Linked DNA regions of Sus scrofa: region 2 is linked to region 1. A link is a contact called in public Hi-C data. All regions are on one chromosome and are shown on one strand. Each heading gives the region's core, a stretch centred on a gene start, on an enhancer-like site or on the middle of the called end of the contact. The rest is flanking DNA. Distances are from core to core; before and after follow the strand shown.

Region 1 (6,050 bases), core at 2,531-5,030:
AGGCGCTCCCTAAAAAAAGCAAAAAAAAAAAAAAAAAAAAAAGAAAGAAAGAAAGAAAGAGAGAAAGGAAAAGAAAAAGGGGATGCTTTTACAGAAGGTCAACTATGGCTCAACACATAGGAGCAGTTGAATTTGCAGTCTTCGCAGCTGATCATTGGTCAATGAGATTTGCCCATTTAATATGCAGGAGTAAATGCATGTTAGTGATCCCCACTCTTTCCAGAGTAAAAACTACTTGTAAAAGAATGTATAATTATATTTTAAATATATAATATATACTATAAATGTACAATAGTCCCCAACAGAAGAGAGATATAGTTTCCATATCTTTTGATGCAAAAAGTACATAGGGTATATTCTTTCCTCAGTCTACAAAGTTTGACATTCAGAGAAATTTTTAGGCTTCTGCGATAAAGCCACTACCTCTCAGGGACAAAGTTTGGGAACATCTGTTGAATAACTATATGCAAACAAAAAATATTCTCTGTTATCTAGATGTATCCTCATCAGGAAAAAGAATGTTTCAAGTAAGAAAGTTGACATCGATATTAATTTGATAGCACCTTCCAAGCTGAGGTAAAATAAAATATAATAGAAGACAGAGCTAAAATTTAAAATGTTTTCCTTTGATGTCTAAGAAGTTTCTTTGACATTTTCAGTACCTTGAGATCAGTGTGAGATTAGATTTCTATCTAAATTACTTTGCATAGAAAACAAAATGGGGAGTTTCCGTCGTGGCGCTGTGGTTAACGAATCCGACTAGGAACCATGAGGTTGCGGGTTCGGTCCCTGCCCTTGCTCAGTGGGTTAACGATCCAGCGTTGCCGTGAGCTGTGGTGTAGGTTGCAGACACGGCTCAGATCCCGCGTTGCTGTGGCTCTGGCGTAGGCCAGTGGCTGCGGCTCCGATTCGACCCCTAGCCTGGGAACCTCCATGTGCCGCGGGAGCGGCCCAAAGAAATAGCAAAAAGACAAAAAAAAAAAAAAAGAAAACAAAATGGTATGGCTGAAAGAAGTTAAATTTAAGAAATTGAATAGACCTACATTTGGCCTGGCTCTGCCTTCCACCTGCTGTGCAAACTTGGGCAAGTTTCTTAAGCTCTCTGAGCCTAAAGTTTATTATCCATCAATAGAGTTCTCTTCCAAGTTAGCAAAGTTAGTTTTACTGTCTTTGCTGAGGATCATGTCACAGGTCTTCTAGCTCTTTTCATGCAAAGTTGATCCTATGGGGTTGGAAGGTGTTGAATCTCCTTTTCTAAGGAGCACAGGGTTTCTTAGGAAGATCCTGACTAATATTCTTCAACTTATTTCTGGGATGCAGAGCTAAGGAGATTTATTGCTATGAACTAAAATGTCCCTACAAGTTATCAAGAACAAGAAATAAGGAGACTCCAGAGGTAAAATTACATTGAAACAAAGGGGAAGTAAGACCAAAGTTAAAGCAGACATTTTTAACCAGAGTTCTGTAACAACACGATTATTTTTTTTCCACTGTACAGCATGGGGACCCAGTTACACATACATGTATACATACTTTTCTCTCCCATTATCATGCTCCATCATAAGTAACTAGACATAGCTCTCAGTGCTACACAGCAGGATCTCATTGTTAATCCATTCCAAAAGCAATAGTTTGCCTCTATTAACCCCAAGCTCCCAATCCATCCCACTCTTTCCCCCTCCACCCCGGCAACCACAAGTCTATTCTCCAAGTCCATGATTTTCTTTTCTGTGCAAAGGTTCGTTTGTGCTGTATATTAGATACCAGATACCAGATATAAGTGATATCATATGGTATTTGTCTTTCTCTTTCTGACTTACTTCACTCAGGATGAGAGTCTCTAGTTGCATCCATGTTGCTGCAAATGGCATTATTTCATTCTTTTTTATGGCTGAGTAGTATTCCACTGTGTATATATACCACACCTTCCTAATCTAATCATCTGTCTATGGACATTTGAGTTGTTTCCATGTCTTGGCTATTGTGAATAGAGCTGCAATGAACATGCGGGTACATGTGTCTTTTTTAAGGAAAGTTTTGTCCGGATATATGCCCAAGAGTGGGGTTGCTGGGTCATATGGTAGTTCTATGTATCGTTTTCTAAGGTACCTCCATACTGTTCTCCACAGTGGTTGTACCAGCTTACATTCCCACTTCCCTTTTCTCCACACCCCCTCCAGCACTTGTTATTTGTGGGCTTATTAATGATGGCCATTCTGACTGGTGTGAGGTGGTCAGGGTTCCATAACAGAATTCTGGTGCTCCATATATTTGAATTAGAAAAACATGTATGTGATTTAAATTCATATCATAGGATATTTGTCTTTTTCTAGCATACTTAATATGATAACTTAATTCACTGAAATGATATTTATCAATTATCACTGTGCGCTGGGCACGGTAACAAATGATGTGCAAAAGAGATGCAGGCTTGGTCTTCAGGAAGCCAACAGCCAGCCAGGAAACAGCCATTTTTTATTTATTTATTTATTTATTGTCTTTCTGTCTTTTCTAGGGCTGCACCCAGGCATATGGAGGTTCCCAGGCTAGGGGTCAAATCAGAGCTATAGCTGCCGGCCTACACCACAGCCACAGCAATGCCAGATCCTTTACCCACTGAGCAAGGCCAGGGATCGAACCCACAACCTCATGGTTCCTAGCTGGATTTGCTTCCACTGCACCATGATGGGAACCCCAACAGCCATTTTTTTAAATGCCATATAAACAGCACACCACGCTGACATAGCACACACACACAACTATGAGAAGTACCATGAAAAAAAGATCATGATCCAAGGAGAAATTATTGTGAGAAGGCGGGTTAAAATGGGAGGTCAAGGAAGGAGCATTTGGAGAACAACAAAGTGTGGGGGATACAGGGTGAGAATGTGTACAAAAAGTGTTCCATTTAGAGAAGAGATTGAGTGAGGAGCCGAAAGAAAGAAACAATGATTTTTCCAGGTCACACGATTCCTCTCATTTCAATACCAAGGTCCATATTCAGAAGAAGGGCCACTAATCTGAACTTCTCAAAGTCTAATAGTCCAATATGTCTAATATATTTTCTCATTCTAGGAAATAGTTTTAAACCACATGGATTTGTGACAGTGTTTAGATCTCCTTGCTCCGTAAAATTTGTTACTTGGTTTTTTACAATCTTGTGTAGAGTTTATCAGCGTAAATACTTTTATGATCTGCTGGAGATCCTTTGGACTGCTGCAAAAGCAGGAATTAAAGCATGAAATGTACATGAGTGACCCCAAAGTTAAGCATCTGAATCTATTCTTGTTGTGCCGTCTTGCAAGGAACTGTGGAAATGGCCACTTTCAAAATCTGCAGATTCAGAGATCCTTTGGTCCTAATAGCTCATGTTCTATTGTGGAAAAACATAACAAAAAGGCAAAAAACTTCCTGCTCTCTTTTATAAACATTTGTTATGATGAGGAGTTTGCCCTAGCAGTCATTTGCACATTCTCCATTCTTTATATTCTGAATGAAAATCGTTTGGAATTCGTGAAAATAATTGTATTTAAATGCTAACTATAAGTTCTCAAAGGAGTTCCCGTCGTGGCTCAATGGAAACGAATCCGACTAGGAACCATGAAGTTGTGGGTTCAATCCATGGCCTCAATCAGTGGGTTAAGGATCTGGCATTGCCATGAGCTGTGGTGTAGTTCAAAGACACGGGCAGATCCTGTGTTGCTGTGGCTGTGGTGTAGGCCGGCAGCTCTAGCTCCGATTAGACCCCTAGCCTGGGAACCTCCATATGCCGTGGCTGCGGCCCTAAAAAACAAACAAACAAACAAAACAAAAAATATATATATATAAATTCTCAAAGACAGATCTATTCTGCTATGAGAACAATTCCAGGATGGAGACAGAACCATCATGGTGGTTTTGATTAGCTCAGCATCTTATTTACACGTGACTATTCGTCAAGAGAGTGAATTAATTATGTCCCTAAGTCCACTCTCTTCTTTAATACAACTAAAAATATATCCCAGCAAATTTGTGTACTCATATATTTGCATTTGTGTAAAGCTGAATAAGAACTCAAGAAAAGCATCATCCTAAATATGCAACATTGCTTCTCGGAGTGCTACACATTCCTTCGTGCCTATGAACTAATGCTCAGTATCTATAGCATCCTCAGTATTAAATGAAAAGCCCTTTACGACCCATCCAAGCTACCATTACAGCTTTATTCCAGCCCCCAGCCCCTCCCCATCTCTCCTATATTCCAGCTTAACTAACTTAACTCAAATGGGTCATGTTCTTCCAAGCCCCATGCTATTCCCTCTTTCTGTTTTATCAATAAACTTATTTAATTTTTTAATACCTCCATCAATATCATATCACGTGCTCAATAAAATAAACTGCTGCCTTATTTATCTTCCCCAGTACTTTTATAAACACTGTTAATATTACTTGTTTTTATATAATCATTTGCTTATCATTCTGTCTTCCGACTAGATTCTTAATCTCATCAAGGAAGTTGAGAGACCTATTCTATGTTTTGTTTAGTTTTTTTGTCTCCTCTAGAGCCTAACTCAGTACCTGTCATATAATAAACACCAAGTTTCTGCTGAATTAAGTTCAATAAGATTCTAGGCACTTTTGTTCAGCAGATCATTTCCATCAGTTAGCTTCTTCCAACCTACATTGTATGTTCTTCAAACCAGCATTGGAACAAATCAATTACAGAGTATATTTCTCCCCAGAGGATAGGGTGTTTTCACCAGGCTTGCTCTTTTTTTTTTTTCTTGCAATGTCACTGGCGTGCCTTGGACGTGAACTGTCCTTATCAACCTCCCACAGCCCGTGAAGCCCTCAGTGTGCCTCTGTCCTTTGCCGCAAACATGAGGTTCACGTTCCCTCTGATGGCCACTGGCCTGGAGGTTGCCATGATTGTTTTATTTGCAACATTTGTTCAGTATGAAACAGATCAGAACCTTTCCCAGAAGCCCAACAGCACCAGCGTGGACTTGGACACATCCGGGGACTTGTATCTTTGTGAGTAAACCATCTACTTCTTATTACATGTTTTGGGGTTCTCAGGATGTGAACCCACTTTAGGTTCTTAGAATGTGAGGTCTTTGAATGCTGTAATCCCTTGAGATCCGTGTTGGAGCTCCTTATAGAAGGACGTGATTGTTATGAGAGTGTTACTGTAAGAGAATGCTGGGGCATCTGGTCTCTGTCGTTATTGTGTTTGGATAGAATCTGTGTCTATTAAAATATCAGAACAAAAAGCTAAAAATTTAAATAATTGATCAATTTTTTGTGTTCCCTATATGCTGGTAAATGACCTTATTTTTCCTTTAATGATCACTGTTTCCACAAAGTATAAAAAAAAAAATCTCTCCCTCCACCCCCTGCCCCCAAACAAAAAGAGTCAAAAGTAACTCTGAAGGAGAAAAAGTTGAAACAGAATGGAATATTGAGGAGAGGAGCTTGGACTTCATTGGGAGAAACCAAACGTATAAGAAGGGGTATTAAGGATGATATCGGATATAAATGGATGTTCTCAGGGTTTTATAATACTTTTTTTTTTTGGTTTTATAATATTCTGACAGGAAGACAGTTTTTTTTCCTCTGAGTTAGATAAACACCTTACACCTTTGGAAAGCAGAACTCCTTCCTGGGAATGACAATGGAAGGAGAAAAATGAATTTAGTTTCAAGTTGGAAAGGCAGGCTATGGAATAAGTAGCCTAACAATAAGAACCATCATTTACTGACTGCCTATCATGAGCCTGGCATATTCACGATTTTGTTAACCAGGGAGGGTGGTACCAGATCTCTACTATAGACTGTTTGTTTTTTTTATTAATGAGACACAGATAATTTTATTAAACAACAAATTGTATTAATGTATTAAATTGCTTAAAGTAGTAGCAATATTATAGTACTAGAACATGTCTAAACTTTTTTTAAAAAAATAATATGACATTTGGTCTCTGGTGTCCACATTTTTTGGAGAGAGTTTATATAATGCAGAATATCCTCATGCAGAAATTATGACCTAGAGTTGTGAAGTGACTCAGCCAA
Region 2 (6,050 bases), core at 1,037-3,536, 140 kb before region 1:
TATGGAGGTTCCCAGGCAAGGGGTCCAATCGGAGCTGTAGCCTCTGGCCTACGCCAGAGCCACAGCAATGCAGGATCCGAGTCGAGTCTGCGACCTACACCACGGCTCACAGCAACGCCGGATCGTTAACCCACTGAGCAAGGGCAGGGACTGAACCCGCAACCTCATGGTTCCTAGTCAGATTCGTTAACCACTGTGCCACGACAGGAACTCCAGTTCCTTTTTTTTAAAAATGTATTAAGATTCATTTTGTAGCCTAATGCATGTTCTCTTCTGGGAACCAGTCTCCGTGCCCTGGAGGAAAGTGTGTATTCTGCTACTGTAGGTGGAGTGTTCTCTGCATTTCCCTGTTGACGTGGCCTGGCTCCAATATTGGAAGTGGGGTGTTGAACTGCTACTGATATTGCAAAGCTGTGTTTCTCGCCCTGCAATGTTTGCTTCAAGTATTTGAGAACTCTGATATCTCGTGCGTACGTGTCTATAATTCTTAGGTCTTCCTGGTGAAGCTGCCCTCTTGTCACTATATACTATTATTCTTTGTCTCTGGTAACTAACTGGTTGTGCCTTAGAGTCTATGTCAAATGATACTCCTGCTCTCTTGTGGCTACTATTTGCATGAGTATCTTTTTCCATCCTTTCACTTCAACTTTTGTGTGTCTGGGGGTATAAAATGCATGACACGTAGATGGCATATAATCAGTCTATTTTTAATCCATTAATCTACCACCGCTCTCATTTTGCTGCTTTCTGAATGAATTCGTATCCTATTTGTTCCTCATTTCTCCATGAATACCTTCTTTACTGTTTACTTCACTTTTTCCTGACAAGGGTTTTTGTTTGCTTGTTTTTGGTTCGTTTGTTTGTTTGCTTTTTCTTTTTAGCCTGAAAGTTCCCAGGCTAGGGGTGGAATCAGAGTTGTAGCTGCCTGCCTATATCAGAGCCAGAGGAACTCGGGATCAGAGCCACGTCTGTGACCTACACCACAGCTCACAGCAACACTGGATCCTTAACCCACTGAGCAAGGCCAAGGATGGAACCCATGTCCTCATGGATACTAGTTGGATTTGTTTTCTCTGCACCACAACGGGAACTCCCTGTGAAGAATTTTGATTCTTTTTTCCTTTTGTGTATCCTTTTATCATTTTTCTGGTTACCATGAGGATAACATAAAACACCCTAAAGTCATTAAAATGTGTATTAGATTGATTCCAACATTGCTTCTATTGCATAAAATACTCTCTTCTGTTGCAACTCTGCCCTCCATACAGTTACTGATGTCACAAATTACTTCTTTAAATGTGCTCACCCATTAACGGAAATGTATAATTATTTTATGCATTGTATTTTTTATTTTATTTATATTTTTGGCCCCAACATGAAGCACCATGATGTGGGATCTAAGTTCCCAGACCAGGGAATGAATCTGGGGCTGCAGTGGTGAAAGTGCCAAATCCTAACCACTAGACTACCAAGAACTCCCATATTTGTATTTTAAATCCTATAGAAAATTTTAAAAGGGCTACTTTGGGGGTGGGTCTCAGCCTATCCAATGCTATGAGCCAGAATGACTATGGGGCATGGGCTCTACCAGCTGTGCTAGCTCCCACAGTCATTACCCTGGCCAGAGCCAATGTGATGGTTGGACTGGTCCTGGAAGACTCCAAATTTATAACTACAAATGCACCTCAGCATCAGGGAACTTGGAAAAGACAAGTGCTGTTACTCAAATTCTGGAGGATACACAGTCAGCCTAGGGCCACAGAAGGAGGTCAAAGAAAGAGAAAAAGAGAGTAGACTTGAGATTGTTTTTGCTGAGCTCAAGGATAAGATGCCTAGGGTTGTGTGAGCTAATTCTTTTGGGTGAATTTAAAACACAAGAACTGGAATGAAAGCATGGGAAGGGGAAAGCCAGCATGTGTGTCAGAAGGTCTGTTATCAGGAGTTCTCCATTGTGACTCAATGGAAATGAATTGGACTAGTATCCCTGAGGATGCAGGTTCAATCCCTGGCCTCACTCAGTGGGTTAAGGATCTGGTGTTGCCATGCGCTATGGTGTAGATCACAGACGCAGCTCAGATCCCGCATTGATGTGGCTGTGGCATAGGCAGCTGTAGCTTCGATTCAACTCCTAGCCTGGGAACTTCCATATGCCTCTAGAGAGGCCCTAAAAAGCAGAAGAAAAAAAAAAAAAAAAAAAAAAGTCCGTTATCTAGGTCAACCAGAATTTTCCAAAAAGGGAACTTCATGGGTGGGACAGTTTGGCGCCTTCTCTGGTTGTATTGCTGGTCATGTGTTTTCTAGATAAACGTCTTTGATGTGGCTGCCTCAGCCACCAGAAAGTTAATGTCTGGCACCTACATTACAATTGAAAAAGTTAATTGTTGGGCATTTACACTGAAATTACAAACCAAAAATTACAATAATATTTTTTTAAAAAATCATGTTCACTATAATAAATGAACAGTTCGGTGGCATTAAGTCCATTCACGATTTTTCGTGAATTACCAACATTATTCATGTCCAGAATTTTCATCTTTGGCATCTAAAACTCAAACTCAATAAATGGCCTTTCTCTCAGTCCCTGGCAACCACCATTCTACTCTTGTCTCTATGAATTTGACCACTCCAGGTAGTTCCAATAAAGAAAACCATACAGCAGTTATCCTTTCTGTGACTAATTTAGTTCACCCAGCCAAATATCTTCAAAATTCATCTTTGTGTAGCATGTGTCAGAATCTCCTTTCTTTTTAAAGTTGAATAAGAGTCCACTGTTCGTATATACTATGTTTTCTGCATCCATTCATCCAGTGACTGGTTTACTTACACTTTTTGGCATGTATATAATGCTGCTAAGAAACACAGGTGTACAAATGTCTCTTCGAGTTTCTGTTTCAATTCTTTTTGTTATATATCCAAAAATGGAAGTGTCGGATCATGAGGTAATTCTATTTTAGATTTTTTTTTTTTTTTTTTTTTTTTTTTTGCTTTTTAGTTCTTAGGTTAGGGATAAAATTGGATCTGCAGCCGCTGGCCTATGCCACGGCCACAGCAATGCCAGATCCCACCCGCATCTGCAACCTATGCTGCAGGTCACAACAATGCCAGCTCCTTAACCCACTGAGCGAGGCCATGGATCAAACCTGCATCCTCATGGATACTGGTCGTATTCATTACCACTGAGCCACAGTGGGAATGCCTGATTTTAGATTTTTGAGGCACTGCAATTCTGTTTTCCCCATGGGCTCCATCATTTTACATTTCCATCAACAGGACACAAGAGATCCAATTTATCCACATCCTCACCATTATCAAGATGCTGATTCTTTCCCAACAGATCAAGACAGTCAATGCAAATCAAATATCTCAGCTAGTGACTGTGTGGATTTAGACAAACTGATTATAAAGGCTATATGGGGAAGCAAAAGACCCCAAATAGTCGACGCAATATTGAAGAGAAGACCAAACTCAGAGAACTGGTGTTCTCTGACTTCAGAACTTACTATGAAGCTCCAGTAATCAAGAGCATGTGGGAGTTCCCGTCATGGTACAGTGGAAATGAATCTGACTAGGAACCATGAGGTTGCAGGTTCGATCCCCAGCCTCGCTCAGTGGGTTAAGGATCTGGCATTGTTGTAAGCTATGGTGTAGGTCACAGATGCAGCTCAGATCCTGTGTTGCTGGGTGGTGTAGGTCTGCTGCTATAGCTCCGATTGGACTCCTAGCCTTACCGTATGCCATGGGTGAGGCCCTAAAAAGCAAAAAAAAAAAAAAAAAAAAAAAAAAAAGAGAGAGAGAGAGAAAGAGAAATAGTGTGGTATTAGTGAAATAATAATAGACAAATAGATCAATGGGACAGAAAATAAAGCCCAGAAATAGGCCCACATGAATATAGTCAATTGATGTTTGGAGGCCCCTGGGGGCCCAGTGGTTAAGGATTTAGTTTTGTTATTGCGGTGGCTTGAGTTTGATCCCTGGCCCAAGAACTTCCACAGGCCACAGGGGGTGCAGTGGAGAAAGGAAGAAAGAGAAGGAAAGAAGGAAAGAAGGAAGGAGGGAAGGAAGGAAGGAAGGAAGAAAGAAGGAAAGAAAGAAAGAAAGAAAGAAAGAAAGAAAGAAAGAAAGAAAGAAAGAAAGAAAGAAAGAAAGAAAGAAAGAAAGAAAGAAAGAAAGAAGAAGGAAGGAAGGAAGGAAGGAAGGAAGGAAGGAAGGAAGGAAGGAAGGAAGGAAGGAAGGAAGGAAGGAAAGAGGAAGGAAGGAAGGAAGAGGAAGCAGGAAAAGGAAGAAAAAGAAAGAAAAGAAAGGAAGGGAAGAAGGGAAGCAGGAAGGTTTGAACAGTAATTTTTGTAATAATCCTATGGATCTCTTTACATATCTCCAAAATCACACACTCCAAAAACCCCAACCATGCCCTCCCAAAAAAAACCCAAAACCACACCGATTAAATATATATGTGTGTAATTTTTTTCAATTGATCATTGAAAGAGTAGCAAAGGCACTACAAGAGAGCAAAGATAGCCTTTTCAACAAATGGTGCTGGAACAACTGGACAGACACGTGCAAAACACAAGGTTCTACAAACAGACCTTGCTTGTTTTACAAAAATTAACTCGAATCACAGACATGAACATAAAATGCCAAAACAATAAAATTCCTAGAAGACAGCATAGGAGACCACCTTGATGACCTTAGATATGGCAATGATCTTCTAGATATAACCCCAAAAGCATGATCCAGAAAAGAAAGAATGGATAAGCTGGACTTTACTAAAATTAAACACTTCTGCTTTGCTCAAGATAATGTCAAGATAATGAAGCAATAAGCCACAGACTGGGAGAAAATCTTTGCCAAAGATACATCCAAAAAAGGACTGTTATCCAAAACATACAAAGAACCCTTGAACAGACAACCCAATTAAAAAATGGACCAAAGACTGCATTGGACACCTGCACCCAAGAAAATAGATGGCTAAAAAGCCTATGGAAAGATATTTCATACTATATGTCAGCAGGGAAATGCAAGTTAAAACAACAGTAGGATACCACTAGACACCTTTTAGAATGGCCAAGATCTTGAACACTGACAACAGTAAATGCTGAAAAAAAATATGCAGTTCAATAGAAACTCTCATTCATTGCTGGTGGGAATGTAAAATGGTCCAGCCACTTTAGGAGACGGTTTGGCAATTCCTTACAAAACCAAACATACTCTTATTGTATGATACAGCAGTGGTGCTCTTTGGTATTCATACAAAGGATAAGAAAATTTATATTGACACAAAAATCTGCCCAAGGATGTTTGTAGAGTTTTGTTCATAATGGCCCAAACTGGGAGAAAAACATGGTGCACTTCAGTAGGTAAGTGGACAAATAGACTTGTAGTATAGACAAACAATTATTATTAAATAGTGCAAAAAAAAAAAAATGAAAACACATGCGGAAACTTAAATGTATATTGCAGGGAGCCGAGGAGATACAGGAAACCAAGGAAAGTGAGCTTGCCTAACGGCGGCGTAGGCCCTAGGGCATGGTCCTGACAGAGAGAGGGCGCTCACCTGCACGGTGAAAATCCGAGGGTGGACTTCTGTTAAGGAAAAGGGCCTGCCTGAACGGTGAAAATCTGAGGGCAAGCCAAGGCCTGCCTGAACGGTTCTTTTCCGAGGACAGACCATAGAACATAAGGTTCTCCTGTTTGCACTGATAGAGGGGACTGGGGTTTTTCCCCGAGAACAATGTCCATGTTTGTACTGCAAAATGTGGATTGTTCCTTGGGTGACTTAGTTTTTCCTGTTTTTCACTTGTTACTCAGTCCTCCCTTAGTCCTTCCTAATATTTGTTTTTCTTACTGATTTGTGACCTAATAATATTAAAACAATAATAATAATAATAATTTCACTCTAATGGATTTTCCCCATTCAAATCCAATTCAGTTAAATATATAGCACTTATCCATTATAATCAACTGTAAGCTTTAGAAGTTGGTATGTACTACAGACTTAGATAAGGTTAGACATATATTATTCATGATTAAAAAGACACAATCAGTTGCCTTTG

Evidence for each region. A called contact is a pair of places that touch in the nucleus more often than the background predicts.
Region 2: a Hi-C map of fetal liver shows a contact between it and region 1, with 1.8 times the contacts expected there. The contact joins the enhancer-like site here to the promoter of RHAG in region 1. A contact is called at or near these places in 1 of 5 promoter capture datasets (liver) and 13 of 47 Hi-C or Micro-C datasets (alveolar macrophages, brain, embryonic fibroblasts and 7 more).

Annotation. Positions count from the first base shown.
Region 1 is chr7:43,728,674-43,734,723 of Sscrofa11.1, reverse strand. RHAG (ammonium transporter Rh type A) reads left to right here and starts at 3,780. Exons shown (of 10, transcript XM_003128440.4): 1 at 3,780-5,013. The coding sequence starts at 4,860.
Region 2 is chr7:43,867,222-43,873,271 of Sscrofa11.1, reverse strand. No RefSeq gene overlaps it. Among named protein-coding and RNA genes, the nearest start is that of PGK2, 29 kb to the right of the region's middle. Within about 2 kb of position 2,286, at least 1 of the 83 cell types and tissues checked has an H3K27ac peak or open chromatin away from gene starts, as enhancers often do. A contact at or near this core is called in fetal liver, where this site is marked.